Regions from separate parts of the Zea mays genome. Here region 1 is linked to region 2. A link is a contact called in public Hi-C data. All regions are on one chromosome and are shown on one strand. Each heading gives the region's core, a stretch centred on a gene start, on an enhancer-like site or on the middle of the called end of the contact. The rest is flanking DNA. Distances are from core to core; before and after follow the strand shown.

What was found. Hi-C and Micro-C count contacts between places; a contact is called where the count stands out from the background.
Region 1: a Hi-C map of ear shows a contact between it and region 2, with 2.5 times the contacts expected there. The contact joins the promoter of LOC100273973 here to the promoter of LOC100274554 in region 2. A contact is called at or near these places in 4 of 25 Hi-C or Micro-C datasets (bundle sheath, ear, leaf and 1 more).

What each region holds. Positions count from the first base shown.
Region 1 is chr1:234,058,230-234,064,757 of Zm-B73-REFERENCE-NAM-5.0, reverse strand. LOC100273973 reads right to left here and starts at 3,459. Exons shown (of 15, transcript NM_001360507.1): 1 at 2,836-3,459; 2 at 2,255-2,314; 3 at 195-318; 4 at 15-83. The coding sequence starts at 3,350.
Region 2 is chr1:233,757,823-233,764,130 of Zm-B73-REFERENCE-NAM-5.0, reverse strand. It overlaps LOC100274554, which reads left to right and starts at 3,433. Exons shown (of 15, transcript NM_001148909.1): 1 at 3,433-3,740; 2 at 4,682-4,740; 3 at 5,989-6,045; 4 at 6,155-6,189. The coding sequence starts at 3,523.

The DNA.
Region 1 (6,528 bases), core at 2,210-4,709, 300 kb before region 2:
GCATAGACACTTGCCCGTCTTTGTTCCATGTCAGCATCACGATCACTCGTTTCCAACCTCTCTCTGTATATGCGTCTACCAATCTAGTACAACAATCAAAGAGGAAAATGTACCTTATTGGCATAAAACATAGAGAATGTGGGAAACAAAGACGAAAACAATAAGAGCATAGGAGATAGATCGGGAGGCAATACCTCCATGTGCATGTTAGCAGCATCTACATCATCAAGCCCAAGAGCACTTTTAAATTTTATAATTGCCTGAACCTCTGTACCTTTGAGATCTTCATCTCCTGGAGGAAGTACTGAGTAAAGATACCTGCATAAAAGCATGGTCAGGAAAAGGATGACCAAATAACTGCCCATCTGATCTAGATGCTAATACATGACTACATGAGTATTGTATACATGAGTTCAGTTGTACCCAGGCAAGATTGTTGACATCCATCCACGAAACTGAAAGGCTGTCATTAAAAGTTGGAGACACCACCCAAATGCACAAATACAAATTCCACAACCAACACCACCAAACAAGCTTGGTATTTGCTTGTGTTGTGCATATTAGCTCTGGCCACAGAAGGCAATTTATGAGGAATATGTTGGATTGATGGTTCGTTAGTAGGTAGCTCACTAGGCATGTGAATTGCCCTGTACAGAGAACAACAGTTTGTTCCCTAACCGGACCAGCTGACCCCACATTGTGTTACTATCCACTTATCCCTCCCCGCTCCTTCCCCTAACTGACCCAGGCAAACAAGAAAGCTAGCTGCCACAACATGGGCATGATGGCACATGGACATGCAGGTGGCCGTGACGAGCGCATGACTTGACAACCACCACTCACTGGTATGCTAGCCTCAGCTAGTGCACCAGTGTTATCAACCCATCCGATTAGTCATCCCAATCAGTATCCTGGACTTGACTAGGGGCTACGACTCATTTAGGTCAAGTAGTTTTCTTGTCATCCGATTAGTCATCTGACTAAGAGGTGGATGACCAGAAACATAATGGAATTGCCAAACAGCTTAGGACATAGGCTGCAACTGGGATAGCATAATTCACTAAGGCCCGTATTGTTTAACCCAATTTGCAGGCCTACATGCAGCCACCACCCTAGAGTTATCTTCCTGCTTGATTTATACTCCAGACATATAGTACATCAGTACATATTTGGTATATTAGTTTAGTCCTGATATATATAGGACGACTAGGACCAACTAGTCACCTGGTTGGTCCCATGGCGACTAAGATCAACTAGATGACTTGATAACATTGTAGTGCACTGACAATGACAAGCTGTTACTGACGCTTTTGTGGGCTGCCAATATCAAAAGCGTCGGCGCCAGGATCCAGCCCAAGAAGTAGCAGGCGCAAGACAGGAAAGTAATCAAGGGGCAGCAGGCGGAAAACAGGAAAGTGACCAACAACGTGGCTAGAAATCGAGTTAGTTGGAAAGTTTTATTCTAGGGAGATATGCATTAGTTTACTTCCAAAATAAGTTATTCAGTTCCTATTTTTGTGGCTGCCTCATACTATAAAGGCAGACCCTAGTTTGTATTAGGAGATCATCGAGGAATGAAGTCTCCCTGGAGTTCGGCAGGACTACCTCGGTCATCGTGGCTCGGCAAGCTGCCAGCCGTGGTGATGAAGTCCGCCAAACTAGCCACTGTTCCTACCCCTTGCGATCTGTCCCTGGTTACCATGCCGTTTCTTCAGTAAACACAAGAAGACACCGAACAACAAAGTGTATGTTCTGGTTTGAGGCAAAAACTCTGGGTTTTCTATTCAGAAAACTGAAATTTTGCTCACCAAATATACAAACCCAAAACACCAAATAAACTGAGTGGCCGGCTGACTGCGCCTAATAGCAATAATTTATTTGCTTGCCTGGGTCCCTTAATATAGATTAAAAAAACAGAGACCAATTGCTTCTTAATATATAGTCAATAGTATGATTACATCTAGAGGATTATGGTTATTCCTTTTTCCTGCAATTGTTTGCAGAAACCTTCGTGCCTCCAACTAGTGTAGTATGCAGGGGGCAACAGGTAGTGAGTAGTGAGTAGCACAACACTAGTTATGCCCATGGTTATCAAGTTGGTAGGACGAAGCGGGGCGATTGAGATTTACTACCACCTTACGCTTATAAGCGACTAAAGCGTGAGGTGAGGTGACACCTTAAGAATTTAAGAAAACTTAATGCACACAAGCACATGTGCCAGCTGGGGAAAAAACAAGAGCACCGAGAAGCACACCTGGCATACAAGTCACAGAGCTCTGCTTTGAAGGCGTCATCCTGTGTGCTAACTCCATATCTAAAATTAAAATTGCACATTATAAGAATATATGAAGAGGAGCAACAGCAACATCAATAATTAGCCTCCAAAAGAGATAACGGGAACTGATTATGCAATTTAGATTCCCAAGAAACCAAAAAAAAACTTACAAATATGGAAATTGTATATAACTTCTTTTAACATACATGTAACTAGCTAAACCAAAATTTACTTGCATTCCAACAATCAATGGGACTATGGGGGAACCAAATAAACAAGCGTGCAAGAATTATTGGAAATGGAGTGGGGAGACAAGTGCGTATCACAATAAAAGGCTGAGCTAATCACAGTACTATATTATGTCTGCAAGTACTAATATTTAGTTCATGAGCAAAATAAAAACCTCAACTAAGGGGCACTTCATTGGATCCAGGTAGCTCACTACCAAATATAAGAATAACGTCAATGCTGCAACAAGACTACCAGGAGGCAACACAGCAGTAGCTCGAACCATTTCACCAATAAACTCAATGCTGCAACAAGACACGAGAGCTACTCACTTCTTCGCGATTGCCTCCACCTCGCCGTTGTCCAGGTTGGTGGGGTCGTCGTGGCCCGCGACGTAATTGTGCAGCCCCACGGCGGCGACCTCTGGGACCACGGAGTTCACCGCAGCTGCTCCCGCCACGCTGGCCGCGCAGAGCACTGCCGCCCCCGCCACCGCCACGGCGCGCGACCCGCCACCCGCGCGGAGCCCGATGCCGTATCCCGCCGCCACGGCTGCCGCGGCGACGGCCAGTTCCGCCGCCGTCCGCGCTGCGGGCGGCAGCGCCTCCACCAGCGGCTGGATGCCCGTTAGCTCCCGCCGCGCGCCGAACACCTCCTCGCCAGGGGAAGTCTCGCCCGCGTCAGCGGCAGCCGCGCGGAGCCGGAGCCGGAGCCGCAGCGCCGCCGCTGCGGTCCTCCGCGGCGGGAAGCGGAGGAGCGGGAATGGTTTAAGCGGCGAGAAGATAAGTGGCGGGAAGGCCCCCGCCGCCCGAGGCGAGGGCTTCGCGGAGGCGAGCGCCAGCTCCATGCCCGGTAGAGATCCCTGCTGCCTCTGCGGACGGGGGTGGGGACACCTCCTCCTCGGCGGCGGCAGGGCCGGTGGGGTAGGGTGGGATGTGATGGATTGGGGAGGGTGGCGGACGAGGTGGAAGAGGAGGGGGGCGCGGCGAGGGCAGCGGATAGCGTTGGGATGGGGTGGGGGATTGGTGCGGCGGGGCGAGGGGCGGCTGGACCAACACAAGGGTTTGCCTTGCCGCTTGCGCGGGCGCGGCCGTGATCCCTCGCCTATTTCAGACGTTTTCTCCTCTCGTTCCGTGGTACATGGTCGACTGCTCGCTTTGCTGGCTCCTGGCCTGGCTGCGGTCGCGCGCCACGACTGGGAACATGGCCGTACTCACGGAACTCAATGCCTTAAAATTAAAATCTGTTGTTCTACTACTATATATATAATAATATACCGTGATTTCGGATCATAATAATAATAATAATGGTTGCTGTGCGTTTCTTTATCTTTAACAAATTTAACAAAAATAAATATCTCTTGTGTTCGTTTACCAGATCGCGGAGATCAGCATGTGATTGTCCATTTGTCCTTACTAAACCAAAACAAAGGCAGGTCGCTTCTCCTTCTGAACTTATCTCACGTCCTAGGTCATCCTTCGACAGTCGGCCAATAAAGCCCAATAAGTAATAATTCTCACCACGGACGCAGACGCATGCACCGCAGTCCACACTAAGGCTATCTCTAGCCAAGCATGAATAGACATGTTTTTGCACTATAGATTGTATTATTTATATAGTAGAGTTTAAAATAGTGAGTGAAATAGAAAATGAGATAGATAAGCTGCTAGATATAGCTTGAGCAACTCCAAAGTCTTTAAAAAATCTCCCCTAAAACTATGTATTAAGGGTTTTCCTAAAATTGTTTTCCCCTCAAAATGGTATCATCTCACAACAGTTCCCCAGTACATTAGAGTTGATTGAGTTGCCTCGGAACTCATCATGTGATCAGCTTATGTTATTCTGAATACCTGAACACAATATTATCTTCCAAACACAATCATATTTCGTGCTTGACGAATGAGGTTTAGTATTCCATTTGTGCTCAACAAAAACAAGCATCGCTTATTGTGTTAACTGCAAGTTACTGAATAGAAAGCATCAGTAATCTACAAGTGTTAATGATAATTTTTTAGTCAAGCCATCGGTTATTCTAGGAAGACACACATTGATTTTGGACTGACTACCTCTTTTTTTTAAAAAATCTAGACCTGATTATCATCGTATTCTCATGTTATTGTGTTCCCAGTTTCATGGTAAGAATCGTAGCAATGACTACAACACTCCATGAATATATGATAGATACAGTATAGTTAGGGACTAGAGTAACTAAGCATTAGATTCATACCAGCATGTTCAAAGGCTGCATAGGGGGGCGCTGCAAGGGTATTGCTCCACCAGTGAATCTGAATCTTCGCCGCCAGGGCTGCCATCGGAGGACATGGAGGTCCTTGTCAGCGGCAGCGCTCTGGAAACTTAGGGGGTGTTTGGTTTGAGGAATTACTCCATCCAAAATGTGGTGGTGCATTATGGATTCATTTCTCAAATTTGGTAGGATGATTTTATTCCTTATATTAGTACTAATTAAATAATTATAAGGAATAAGGTGATGGTGGATCAACTCAATCCATTCCACAAACCAAACAAAAAAGTGAGGAGTGAAAATATAATGAACTAGCTCATTACTCAAATCAAACAGCTTATTAGTAAATGCTGATCCATTAGTGTAGGTGCCGGTGAAGGCAGCGACGGCCCTGAGGGGAGGCGCGCGGGGCGGTCGCCCCGGGCCCCCCGCGATGATGGGCCCCACCCCTGAGACTATATAACTAGGATATGGAAACAAATCGGCAAGTAGCAGATCACGGAAAGGAGGAAGGAGCGGATCACGGAAAAAGATAGGAAGCAGAAACAGAAACGCCGCCAGGAAGCCCAGAAGCAGAGCAGATCGCGTTCCGGCGTTCGCTTCATTAACTTGCCTCTGCCTCCGTTCATCGCCTCAGGGCTATCGCCGGCAGCCGCGACCCACGTCCTCCTGGACTCCTCGTCTCCTCCCGCAGCCCCGCACCATCGCGGCCTCGCGGGCTCGCGGCGCAGACGCGCAGTGACGGCGCCCAAACCCCAAGAAACGGCGACTGCCGACCCAGCAGCAGAGAGAAGAGAGAAACGGCAATTCGGCAAAAGGGAAAAGGAACGCCGACCCAGCAGCCATATTTTATTATCAGCTCTTGCTCTTCGTTCGATGTAAGCCAGACACTTGTCGAAATTTCTGTACTAAGTACTCCATAATCAGTAATAATTCTTTAAGTTTATTATTGTAACTAATCAATAGCTTTAATTCATAATTTTATTTTTTTAATTTCAGCATATAGTCATGTCATCTAGAAAGTATCCATCCGGTTCTGAGAAAAGAAAGAGGAAGAAACGAGCAGATGAGTTCATAGAAACACAGAGAGGAGCTATGGACAAATTTTTTCCTAGTAATTCAAGAACTTCAAGGAATCAAAATGAGATGGCTGTAGTTGCTATAGAGGAGCAACCTGATAATAACCCAGAAGATCAGGGCTTTACACCAGAAGAAAATATTGACACCGATAGGAATGATAACAATGTGAGTGATCATGAGCCTATGGTTAATTCACCTCCTACAGAAAATGCTAGTGTTGATGAACAACCTGTTTTTACTGAAGATATCTATGATCCAAGAAATTGGGATAATCTTGATAACAAGTCGAGGGACATATTAGTAGAGAAGGGACCCATCAGAGATGAAAATATTGAATTTCCTTTGGATACCAATGGCAGACATTTTTCATATACTCATTACTCTAGAAAGATGAGCAATGGAGAAGTTTATTATAGAAAGTGGTTGGTATATTCTAAACACGTTGATAGAGTGTTTTGTTTTTCATGCAAGCTTTTCAATACAGAAAACTGCAAGAGTTCATTGGGTCATGAGGGGTTCAGAGATTGGAGGCATATTAATGAGAGGTTGAAAGAACATGAGGGTAGTATACAACATATTATAAGCATGAACTCTTGGAATGAACTGAGGGTGAGGCTTGGTAAGCATGAAACAATTGACAAAAACATTCAGCAACAAATCACAAAGGAGAAAGAGCGTATCAGGCAAGTTTTACAAAGAATAA
Region 2 (6,308 bases), core at 2,184-4,683:
ACATTCAAATCTGAGAGCTAGATCTATGAATGCATTTTCTAAAACACCTCAAGGGGTGCTCCAAAATACATCAGGGCATCATAGGTATGGTCACAAGCAACATCCTTCACCTGACCCACCGAATCCGCCAAAAAAAACATGAAGGGACCATCCAAATTAGAGAGTGGAACGATCTAGATGGCTAAAGAGAGGATGAATAGCCTATAAAAAAACTATTCTACAAACTTATAATTATCACTAGGGCAAAGTTGATTAGTATAAAATATGGCATGAAAGTATATATTTTGGACGAATCAATGTTACTAGAGATGAGCAGAATATGTTTTCTTAAGCTTGCTAGGATGTTTATCTGGTTGAGAAGCCAAGCTATTTACCCCCAAAGCCAAACAAACTCTATTTATAAGGTCCTAAAAGACAAAGAGCCATCTATAGTGCACAAAACTAGGGCGTCAAACCATCCCATACTACGCATAAAATAATTAGAGAGGTCCTCGTTGCATCATACTAGTCCAACCGTACTCATTGGACCATGGCTCAGGGTCTGACGATTCTATATGAAGTTTCTCATGTGTCTGGCATTGAAAATTGTTCTGATAAACATTGTGTGCATCCTGTCTAATGTCACCCGTGTTGTCACCGTTAGACAACGTGACTGAGGCTCTTTTTATCCAGAATTTGACCAGAGGGCCACAAAGGGCATCAGACTGGTGTGACACCCTTTGTTAGACCAATGCTAAGGATCGATGAAGCTAGGGTGCACGAGGTTAGCCGTTAGACTAGCACTGTGTTGGTATGCTTTTCATGTTAGGGTCCGACACTTATTTAGAAGTGCTCTCTAACTCTTTCTTCCAACTTTTTGTACATGTGCTAACTCCAATGTGTCATACATAATTGTGCATATAAGTTAGCATTTTCACAATTATGTTTAAGGTAGAGTTTCATGGCTTCACCGGGCCTAATGCTCATGTATGGAGTCAATTTACCTAGTGGCCCTTAAGTAGTCATTCTAAACATCGAGCTTCCCACTTTATAATATAACTATATATATCATAAATCCGATCACACGTTGTATTGCGTCTTGACCGACAAAACAAAATGCCATAGTTATATTTTTTCTCTAAGTCCTTGCATTTTGCTTCTCCTTCCACTTTTCGTTTTGAACACTTGATTAATTTTTATGGACATTACCATCCTTTTCATAGTCATTGTTCTTGCTCAATCTTGGATGTGAACCTAACCAAGCCCATTCACAATACTAGAGTAGAGATTAGTCCAATAGTTGTCTCAAATACCAAAATCACACATGAAGCTTTCATAAAAGCCTAGAACAAAGGATCAAAATTAAAGAAAGAAAGTTTATATAACTCCCTAAAGTATTTAGGATGGCCTACAAAACATATGAACTATAAAACCATGTGTTATATACACTAAACTTTGTGAAATTAGGTAAACAACCGCGTGAAGTATCCAAGGTGGTCAACCACATCAACAAAGGTAGCCAACATGGAGTGTCGCATATGGAAAACCATCCAATGGATTATTTGCTCGGTTTTATGAAGTTTAATGTGTATAGTAACTGACATTACAATTTAAGTGATGTTTGGTTCACATATTTGTAACGCGAATGATAATCGGTAGCGTTAAACCATGTTTGGTTAAGTTCAACCGTAATAAGACACCACACTAGAACATTTACGTTACATTCAAATGTATTTTATGAATCATAATGTAAATCATCAAACGACTATGTAGACATTTTACGTTAATTAAGTGTGAATCATCATTGTTACTATTTACGTTACATTTTATGAACCAAACGACTATGTAGTCGATGACATATCATGTGCAATCAAATGTATTGACGTAATTAGTAAACATAGTGGATTGGACGAGGATGAGAAGCAAAGGGCTGTGTCTAATAAGGCCTCGTTTGGTGTTTGGTTTGAGAGACTAAAGATTAGTCCTTTAATTTTAGTGTCATTTAATTTCTAAATTGCCAAACGGTGGGACTAAAACATGGACTAAACTGTTTTAGTCTCTAGTTCCTCAAGGGATGACTGAAAGAGACTAAAACCATATAAATTCCACAATTTATATCTTCTTTATTTTGCACTAATAATAGAAGAATACTAAGGAGTATTTTGGTTATCTTATGATTTATTTAATGTATTTTGGATAGTTTTAGTTTATAGAAACAAATATGGTAAGAACTAAATTTTAATTTCCTAACTAAACTTTAATCCATGTACTAAAGAAACCAAACGTCCCCAAGTTGGAACACGACTCTCCGGCCGACCAATGTCCTAGAGCTTGACGCTCCGCGCCGCTGCCTCCTCCCTCCCTGTGCTGCGGTTGCGGCGCGCAGTGATGAAACGCCCCGAGGCAGGCAATAGTCGTTCGCGCCCCGAGGCCGACCGCGGCTGAGATGGGATCGCATCTTTTCGTTAACTTTTACTCTGACGATTCCTGCGGAGGGCGCTGCACCGTTCTGACGCCGTGCGTGTTGGTCGAAATGGACAAAAATTTAAAAATCCAAGCGGCCTAATAAATTAGTCTGTACTAGCGATTACTTTTTTGACCACTTTGTCCTCTTGCGGTGCGAAAGATAAAAGGTGGAAGGCATGTCGGGGGGAAAAACGAGAATAAAAGTACAGATGGGCAAATATACTCGAGTTCGATCAAATATAAAAATATCAATATATATGATATGCAATTGATATCATTAGATAGACCATTGAATATATCTCTATAATAAATTTATCACAAATACTTTCTTTATCGTAAAATAGTCCCCGATCTTCTTTATACGAGTCAACTACGTGTAATATTGATGAAATATATACAAGCTATTAATATTATTAGATTAGATAGCCAGTAACTACTTCAAGACCATGCAAATATTTCTATAGGTTTAAGCTAAACACGTTTTGACAGCGAGATAAAAAAATGGACCGATGGAGAGTAGATTCTGCAGTTACGGTAAGACGGGGCTCCGACAAACATCACGGCATCCAATCACGTGACATCACATCATATCCAAATTCATGCGGGACGACTGTGCATGAGCTGTAGCATGCCACGCAAACTCCAGTAGGATACGAGAGCAATGAATGGGTTTTCCATGTGGCATGTGCGATGCCATCACCCTTGATGCACGGCACACCTTCTACCGACTGCTGGGCCTGGGCCTGGGCCCCGCTACGAATATACTAGTTGTGGCGAGAAGTCGCTCACGCACGAGCGCCAGCTGGTTCGGATAAAGCGGGGAGCCCCGCGACACAAGTAAACACTGACGAGTCTGTATTTATCAGAACAGTATTTTGAGATTTAAAAAAACGTAGCAAAATTTACTGACACGGTGGGACCTGCCGCGCGACCGTGGCAGCGGCTATATATAAGGCGGCGGCCTGTCTAGTAAAGCGCGTGCCCAGTGTCTGACAACGCGCCCCAACCCCAACCCCAACCCAGCGGTCCCAGTCCCCCCTCCGTTCTCTCTGCACTCTGCAGCTGCCGGTGCCGGCCATGGCGCGCGCCCCGAGCTCGTGGACGCCGTCCCTCGCCATGGTGCTCCTCGTCGTGGCCGCCGCGGCCGTGGTCGCGTCGTCGGAGGCGGCCAGGGTGCCCGCCGCCGTCGGCAACTGGACGGGGGAGGAGCTGCGCGGGGCCGCGGCGAGGCGGGGCGGCCGGCGCTCCCGGCGCCGCGCGTTCGAGAACGGCCTCGGCCGGACGCCGCAGATGGGGTACGTACACACTCGCCGCCAGCCCGCCATCGCTTGCAGCGCAGCGCTGCTGCTATACCTTCCTCCGCCGGCCGCGCGCGGCGCCATTACCGCCGTAGCTGCACCTCCTCTTCGTTCCCGGTTGCGTTTTTTTTGTTTGTTTGTTTGTTGCCGCGCCATCGTCGTGGCGTGGGCTGTGGTGCCCTGCCCGCCCAGTTGATCTCTGCACGCGCCCACAAATGGCACCACCAACAAACAGTCGAGCAGCACCAAACGAGTTTGTAATCAAACAAACGAATAAATAAATAGATCCAGGGAAGAAGAAAAAAAAGGGAACGTAGACGCTGGACGGTGCTCGGGCGGAGGCACCGAGGGGAACCGAGACGAGATGAACTCTTTTGGGCGCGTGGTGAGGGAGGGAGTCAGGGAGGGAACGGACATGTCCTTGGCTTGCGTCGGAAGCGAGACGGGGTCAGGGCCGCCGTCAGGGTCAGTCGGCGTCCCGTTCGCCGCGCTCAGCGTCGGCAGACTTTTGCTGCTTCGTGTTTGTTGGCTTTCATTCTCCGTTGCCTTCCTGAGTCCTGACCCAGCGTTTAATAAAGCCACTACTTTTGTTCCTTGCCTTCCGGCATGGCTCAACTCGCGCGCGCCCCCTTCTTGCTCCGTGGCGTTTGGGGCGATAGATTCATCATTCGTTTTGGCTCTGGCATGCGTGAGCGGCACGATTACTTTGCATGCTACTACTGTAATGTACACTGGTCAGATAACCTAGCTCTCTATAGCTAGGAGGACGCGGTCGAGGTGTGGGTGTGGTGGTCCTTTATGTGTCTTTTCTCTAGTCCTTGACGGCAACTGGGACATCCGTCCCTTTAATTTTGAGAGTGAAACCTTTTTTTTTGCCCCCCTCATTTTCCGAAAGAAAAGCAAACATTGACCTTTTGGGTCTCCGTTGTGGTGTGCAGGTGGAATAGCTGGAACCACTTCGGCTGCGGGATCAACGAGAACCTCATCAAGCAGACAGGTACGCACGCCTGCCTGCCTGCCCCACCCACTCCGCGTCTCCATCCGCAACTCCGAGCGAGCCACGTTTGCTTGCGTTTGCTGGTACCGGTAGTAGTAGTGGTACTAGTCTTTTTTGCGAGCGAAATGCGGGCGAAGGGAGGAAGAAGAAAAAAACTCTTTTTTTCCCGCTTTTGGCTTTTGGGTATCGACTTCGGCACGCACGTCTCGTCGGTCGGTCGAGTTCGGGGTGGCACTGGCATGGCAGGCATGTTAGCGTATCAGCAAATTCGGCGACGCGCTCCCGCCCGCGCGAGAGGATCCTGTCCCGCCTCTGTCCCTGTCCGCTCTCACCCGCCGTCGTCCTCCTCCTCTAACTCTAAGAGATGGACAGCTAATGCGACCTTTTTTTTCCTTCTTTTTCCCGTACCTTGTCTGGGTTAAATTACTTACAACCACGCATGGCGCTGCCTGCGTGTGCAAAGCTGCATCGCCATCACCTATTCCACCGCACCGTGTAGGCGCCTCCGCGCCTTATTTTTTGTTTAGTTATTACAAGCAGCAGAAAAAAGACGAAAGAAAGATGCCTGCGTGTCTCTATTTTTTAATTAATTGTTCATGTGCATTGGGGACCCGGCCATCGGCGGCAGCGCGACTGACTGATGTCGTCGTCCGTCCGTCAGTCCGAAAATTATCTACTACTAGTTGCTACAGCTTGTCGTTGGACGTTTCCTACGGAGCTCGCAAGCAGCAAAATGAAGTGGCAGTCATGCATTGGACCCAGGGCGGGAGAGGGGAGGACAAAACCAGATCCGCCGCACCGCACATCAACCAGATACGGTGGTGGTCCGTGCGTGGAACGAACCTGAGAGAGAGCGAGAGAGAGAGAGAGAGAGAGAGAGAGAGAGAGAGAGACGTCTGAGCCGACAACAGGAGCTGGGCCAGTCAAGAGCCTGAGTGCCTGAGACTAGCCAGCTCCTAACGCGACAGGCGCAGATGCAGATCATGCACACCTGCTCCCCTCCCCTTGGACTGTTTGTCCCCTATACCAGCTCCATGTAGTTGGTGGTTGAAGCAGGGCACATGCTGACATGCCCCGTGACCGTGCCGTTGTATCAGAATAATGCCAAGGAGATGGTACCTTAGCGTAAACCTTCTCCAGTCAGCAATTCGTGTTCGTTCGTTCGTTCACAGACTCGCCATCGTTATTGATTGCATGCATATTTGGTTTGCTCAGTTCTGCTCTGACGGCCTTTTCTTTTCCCTTCAGCTGATGCGCTGGTCAACACCGGTCTGGCGAAGCTGGGCTACGAGTATGTCAACATAGGTGCGCACCGTGTGTGAACTCATCAACCTCATTTCGTGCCTGACGCCTGCAGTAGTACATTAGCCTAGTGCTTATCTTGAAGGCTTATTATCCATATATCTTCTTTCAGATGATTGCTGGGCGGAGTCTGACAGGGACTACCAGGTAAACCGGATCAAGTTTGCCCCTGCAGACGCAGCACGCTAACCCGCTAACCACCGCCGCAATCGTTTTCAGCACTAATAATGGGGAGAGAGGAACTTGTAGAAAGCACAATCGTAAAT